Regions from separate parts of the Gossypium arboreum genome. Here region 1 is linked to region 2. The links are chromatin contacts, called in public Hi-C maps. All regions are on one chromosome and are shown on one strand. The core of a region is the stretch at or near the end of the contact, and the rest is flanking DNA. Distances in the headings are between cores, read along the strand shown. Region 1 holds the start of LOC108466727 (GATA transcription factor 4-like). Region 2 overlaps LOC108467243 (a long non-coding RNA gene).

Region 1 (3,248 bases), core at 63-2,562, 160 kb before region 2:
ATCTGATTATACCAAAATTGGTTAAAAAAGGAGGATGAGATCATGACCCTTTTTTTCCTTTTTTTGATTGGGTAAAGGTGAGCTGTAACCATCGTGCTTAAACGTGGGTTAAGGAATAAAACATATGGTTATGATTGTGGAATAGGAGGTAGAAAAAAGCACAGTTAATTAACCTAATAACTAAGAAGAAAATTAAATTAAAAAGATTAAATTAAAAGGATTAAATTGCACAATTTTCAAAAAAATATTAATAATTAAGGACGGTATACTTGGACACTCACAGCTACAAAAAGATAGATTCTTTAGCCTTTTAGGTTTTATATACTTCATTAATTATCAACAATGTCAAGGTTAATTTCATTGCCAATAAGAACTATACACGTATTACATCTTTCTTAATTATGTTTGTATGTGTACATAATTTATAGTGTTAAAAATTTTAAAATATCTTCAAGAATTTTAAAATTAAAAATGAATTCACTTATTTTAATAAATAAAAATTTAAAATTTGTAAGAAATTTCAAAAAGAAATAGTAACTCAAATTTCCTAGAAAATAATCTAATTTTTTAAAAAATATTTATTCTAACAAAATAATCATAAATATTAACATTACATTAAAAAGAGTGAGTAAGCTTTGTCATCCAAAGACACATTAAAATATCCATAAGTCTCTTCACCCAGTTAAAATATTTTATAAATTTAGTAATTTGGATAAATATTTATATTGTTTGGTGAATAATTAGTAATGAAGAAGGAAGGTAGTTTAAATTATAAAGGGGGCAAGGACAATGCTTGTATGTGGCCTAGCTGTTACCCTTTAAAGTGACAGCTGCCACAATTATGCTAAGATATACCTTTCACTTTGTTGCTTTGACTCTTTTTCTTAATGTTAAAATTTTTGTTGATGGCTGCCTTTTTATTTTTTATTTATCTTTTTTACATTACCTTTGAAATTAACCTGTTTGAAGTAAAAAAAAGATGGTTTAATTACCTAGTTTTGAAGTTAAGCTCAATCACTTTTAACTCTAAAATTCCTCAATTACTCAAATTAGTCTAAAGCATTGATATGTTTACTTTTATAACAAAAAAAAAAAAACCAAATCCAAAACAATGAATAACCTATTTCTATCACTTTTATAAAACTAAACATATATATATATATATATATATATATAATAAATTTACCTTCCGATAACAACGGAAAATAAACATAGTTTAATTCTAAATAAATAATCACTTACTTTAAGCAACTTGCAAGTCACTTCTGGTTTATAATTAAATCAATTCCCTTTTGCAAGTAAAAAGATGCTCCCATTTCCTCCTATTTGCAATTCTGCCCTTCCTTTCACTCCTCAAAACCCACCCTGCCTCTTCACTCTTCACTCTCTCTCTAAACTCTGTTTAAATTTTTGCTTCTTTTTCTCTCTTACGCCAACCATATAGGTACTTGTACATTGTACGGCTTAATGGAGGCGGCGGACTTCTTCGTCGGAGGATATTACGATGGTGCAGCAGGCGACGGTTTCTTGCCGGAGCAAAAGCTACCAGAGAATTTCACGGTGGACGACCTCCTTGACTTCTCCAATGAAGATGCTATTATCAGCGACTGTTTCCTCGACAATGTGGCCGCCAATTCCACCGATTCCTCCACCGTCACTACGGGAGGCGATAACCACTTCTCCTCCGCTAATGTCCCTCACCACTCTCAGTTCTCCGGCGAACTCTGCGTCCCGGTAATTAACCGAAATGTTCTATTAGCTTTTTTCCCCCCTTATTTTTGCATGGTAAAAGATTGTTTTCACGTACTCAAGTAATTTGTTTTGGCGAGTCGTACTTAAAATATTTTCAACTTGTAGACATTTATCATTTTTAAGATAAAAGTGTAAAAATGGATAAATAAACACTTCTTTTCTTCTGAAATCAATTGAACAATTATCAAATTAGACTTCCTAATTTTTCTTTTAATAGATTTATAATTTGTATGTGGAATAAAGAAATAAATAAAATTCATAAAGAGATTATTAAAGTAAATTGAATCAGAAATGAAGTGAAATTATTTAAGTAGTAAACATTTTGGTTTTGCAGTATGATGATTTGGCGGAACTTGAATGGCTCTCGAATTTCGTAGAAGACTCCTTCTCAACAGATCAGAATTTACAAAGCAACCTCCAGATATTGGCCACCTCAAAATCACCCACGCCCGAATCATCCTCTTCATCCACCCGATCCGACAACAACCTGATTTTCCAACACGACATTCCACACCCGGCGAAGGCCCGGTCTAAGCGTTCACGGGCACCACCTTGCGATTGGTCCACCCGGGTGCTCCACCTCATCCCGAAATCCATGGGCCAGAAGAAAAGGGAGAACTCCAACGCCAACCCGGAGTCTTCGGGTCGTAAATGTTTGCATTGTGCGGCGGAGAAGACCCCGCAATGGAGAACGGGTCCAATGGGTCCGAAAACACTTTGTAATGCGTGTGGGGTGAGGTATAAGTCGGGTCGGTTGGTATCTGAATACCGACCCGCGGCGAGCCCGACATTTGTGTCGACGAAGCATTCGAATTCGCATAGGAAAGTTTTGGAGCTTAGGAGGCAAAAGGATTTGCAAAGAGCACAGCACCAACAGTTCCTTAGTCAAACTTCGATTTTCGGCATATCCAACGGTGGTGGTGGTACTGATGATTTCTTGATCCATCATCATGGTGTGCCCCATTTTAGGCACATGATTTAGTTATAATTTCAACCCAAAAAAGAAATTGTATCTCCTTTCCTAAATTTTGGACTTCAAAAAAGAATTTTGTAGTTTTTTTTTTTAAATGGATCTAGAAAAAATTCGAATTTTAAATATGTGAAGTAATATTAAAGAGAAACATTTCCTAAAAACGACGGTATGAACAAATAGAATTGAAGTCGTTTTCTTTTAAGGATCAAAATTCAAATTCCTTTATATATACTTAAATTAAAAATCAACATCATAATACAAAATATAGCAATTAATATCTGGTTTTCAAAACAACCCTTACTCATCTTTTTTTATTATAAAAATAAAGGTATTTTTAATTAGTTAAATATTAAACTAATTTGTGGATTAATACTCAAACTTCAAGGACCCAAATTACTGGCATAAAATTCAGTGAAATAAAATCAAAGTGAACAAAATCAATTTAGACATCGTCTTTGGCACGTACCAATTTTATAGGGGTTAACTCACAATAGAGAATTAATTTGTAGTAGAGATCCAGAAA
Region 2 (2,925 bases), core at 27-2,526:
AAAAAAAAAACTTATGGAACAAGTTAGAAGGAGCTGTGGATTTATGAATGGGATTGACATTGAAACTGAAGGTTCTCGTGGTGGACAGTGTTTAGCTTGGAAAGGAGATATCACGGTTAATTTGAGAAGTTTTTCTAAGAACCACATTGATGTAATCATAAAAGAGGATTCTACTAAAGAAGATTGGCAGTTTACGGGGTTTTATGGTTCACCTTATTCGAACCATAAGAATTTTTTGTGGAATCTACTAAGAAAATTGGGCCAAGAAAACAACCATCCTTGGTTAGTAAGTGGTGATTTTAACGAGATTATGTACTCCTTTGAAAAAATTGGAGTAATTCATATAGAGCAGAGGAGAATGAAAGCCTTTCAAGAGGTTTTAGAGGAATGCTAGCTTATGGATATAGGTTACTCGAGGGTTTGGTTCACATGGGAAAAGGGGAACTTGCCAAAAATAAAAATAAAAGAGAGACTTGATAGGGTAGTTACAAATGAAAAAATGGATGAATCTGTTTCAAATGGTAAGTCTTCAACATCTACCCTATTCAATGTCGGGTCAGTGCCCTCTCGTTTTAAATACAAACAATGGAATCATGTTTACAGGGAGTCTAAAATTTAAATTTGAGAAGTGGTGGACCATGGAAGAGTCTTTCGAACAAGAGGTAAAGTTATCATGGGAATCCTCAACACGGACGTTAATAGAGAAACTTCAAAAATTATTGTTTTGTTTGAAGAGATGGGCAAGCACAATTAAAAGAGGTAGAGAGGGACTAAAAAGAAAGTTAAAAAAGGAACTCTCAGTTTTGTTAGAGAAAGAAAGGTATGATGAAACAATGGCTAAAATTATTGATACTACAATTCATCTTAATATGGAGATTAATAAAGATGAAATATACTGGGAACAAAGGGCAAGAGCAAATTAGATTCTGCTTGGGGATAAAAATTCAGCCTTTTTTCACTAATGCGCCTAAATTTGTAGACTATCTACCACAATTTATAGGCTGTAATTGTATGAAGGGAAATTACTAATGATTCAGAGATTAAAGAGGTTATTACTTCATTCTTTCAGGAGCTTCTTATGAAAAATGGAGTTGAAGACCCATCAAATCTTCTTATGGGCATTGAAGGAAATTTTTTTATTGAGTTAAATTCAGCTTTATTATCTCCTTTTACGGCAGAAAAAGTGCAAACAACTTTAAGAGGAATGGGGCCTACAAAAGTACCAAGACCTTTTTACTTTCCAGTATTATTCTTTCAAGGGTGTTGCCGCATAATAGGTAAAGATGTTTAGAACTTCTGCTTAGGTATCCTGAATAGGGACCAAAATTTCAACTCTCTTAATATGACTGATAAAATTCTTATTCCAAAAGTCCAAAATCCTACAAAATTAGTTAGCTTTAGACATATTTGTTTTTGTACTGTCATATATAAAATTGTGGCAAAAATATTAGCAAATTGTTTACTAGAAGTTATTGGTAGCTACATTGGTAAAGCATAAAGCGCTTTTGTACAGGGAGACTTATATATGATAATGTGCTTTTAGCATAAGAAATTCTACACAGATTTCGACAAAAGGGAACAGGAGAAAAGAATATATGGCAGTGAAACTAGATATGAGTAAAGCTTATGATAGAGTTGAATAGGACTTTATAAAGATAGTACTGTTACAAATAGGCTTCTCAAGGGAGTGGGTGGTATTAATTATGAAATACATTACCACAATCTCTTATGTAGTAAATATCAATGGAAAGAAGGGAGGAACTTTTCAACCTATAAAGGGGCTTAGCCGAGGTAATCCCCTTAGTCCATTTCTTTTTCTAATACGTAGTGCAGAACTTTCATCATTGATGAGATAAAAAATGGTAGAGGGTTTGCTAAAAGGTGAAAAAGCAAGCAAAAGAGGGCCGGAGTTATCTCACCTACTTTTTGCGGATGATTGTATTTTGTTTGGTGAAGTAACAATTAGGGGTGCGACAATTTTGAAAGGGATACTAAAGGAATATGAAAGCTGCTCAGGGCAATGTGTAAACTTTAATAAATCAACGATCTTCTACAACTCAAATACAAAAGAAGAAAAAAAAAGAAGTCTCAACAATGCTAGGAATAAGAAGCTTAACAAATCTTGAAAAATATTTGGCTCTCCCTAATGTTCTAGGCAGACGGTAAATCGAATCTTTTCAAAATTTAAAAAAAAAAAGGTCTCTGGGAATTAAATGCTGCGTCACTAAGTTTCTATCGTAAGGGAGAAAGGAGATCTTCTTTAAATCAGTACTACAGGCAATACCTACGTATGCTATGTCTTGCTTTCTTCTACCAAATTTATTATATGGAGAGATCGAAAATATTTGTGCTAGATTTTCGTGGCAAAAGGGCCACGGGAAAAGAGGAATACAATGGTGCTAGTGGAAACATTTGTGTCGTCCTAAAGAGGAAGGCAAAATGGGGTTCGAGAGTATGACTATTTAATATCGCATTACTAAGAAAACAAGGATAGAGGTTCTTAAATTACCCAAATTCTTTAGTTGCGCAAGTATTTAAAGCAAAATATTTTCCAGAAGATTTTTTTTAAACTCGTGATTGGGAAATAATAGCACTTTTGTATGGAGGAGTATATGGGCGAGTAAGGGTATTTTGGAAGGAGGATTTTGCTGGAAGGTAGGTTTGGGTACGATCATTTCCGTTATTAATGACAATTGGATTCCAGATTCAAGAAACTTTAGACTATCGTCAAGTAATTTTAATTTGTCAGATTTTAAAGTTGCTGAGTTAATTGATTCTAATGAAAGGAAATGGAAGAGAAAGCTGATTGTCAATACCTTCCCAGAAGTAGAAGTAGAAAAGATCCTTAGCATCCCGTTGGTGAAAGAACCTCATGTTGATATCCTGACGTGGAGCGGGGAACCTTCGGGAGAATACTCTGTTCGA

Evidence for each region. A called contact is a pair of places that touch in the nucleus more often than the background predicts.
Region 1: a contact with region 2 is called in a Hi-C map of leaf, with 2.1 times the contacts expected there. The contact joins the promoter of LOC108466727 here to the enhancer-like site in region 2. A contact is called at or near these places in 2 of 5 Hi-C or Micro-C datasets (both in leaf).

What each region holds. Positions count from the first base shown.
Region 1 is chr2:26,915,096-26,918,343 of ASM2569848v2, reverse strand. LOC108466727 (GATA transcription factor 4-like) reads left to right here and starts at 1,312. Exons shown (of 2, transcript XM_017767100.2): 1 at 1,312-1,734; 2 at 2,087-2,820. The coding sequence starts at 1,468. The coding sequence ends at 2,734.
Region 2 is chr2:26,757,657-26,760,581 of ASM2569848v2, reverse strand. It overlaps LOC108467243 (a long non-coding RNA gene), which reads right to left. Exons shown (of 4, transcript XR_008277510.1): 3 at 2,817-2,925. Among protein-coding and RNA genes, the nearest start is that of LOC108467243, 2.7 kb to the right of the region's middle. Within about 2 kb of position 1,276, at least 1 of the 2 cell types and tissues checked has an H3K27ac peak or open chromatin away from gene starts, as enhancers often do. A contact at or near this core is called in leaf, where this site is marked.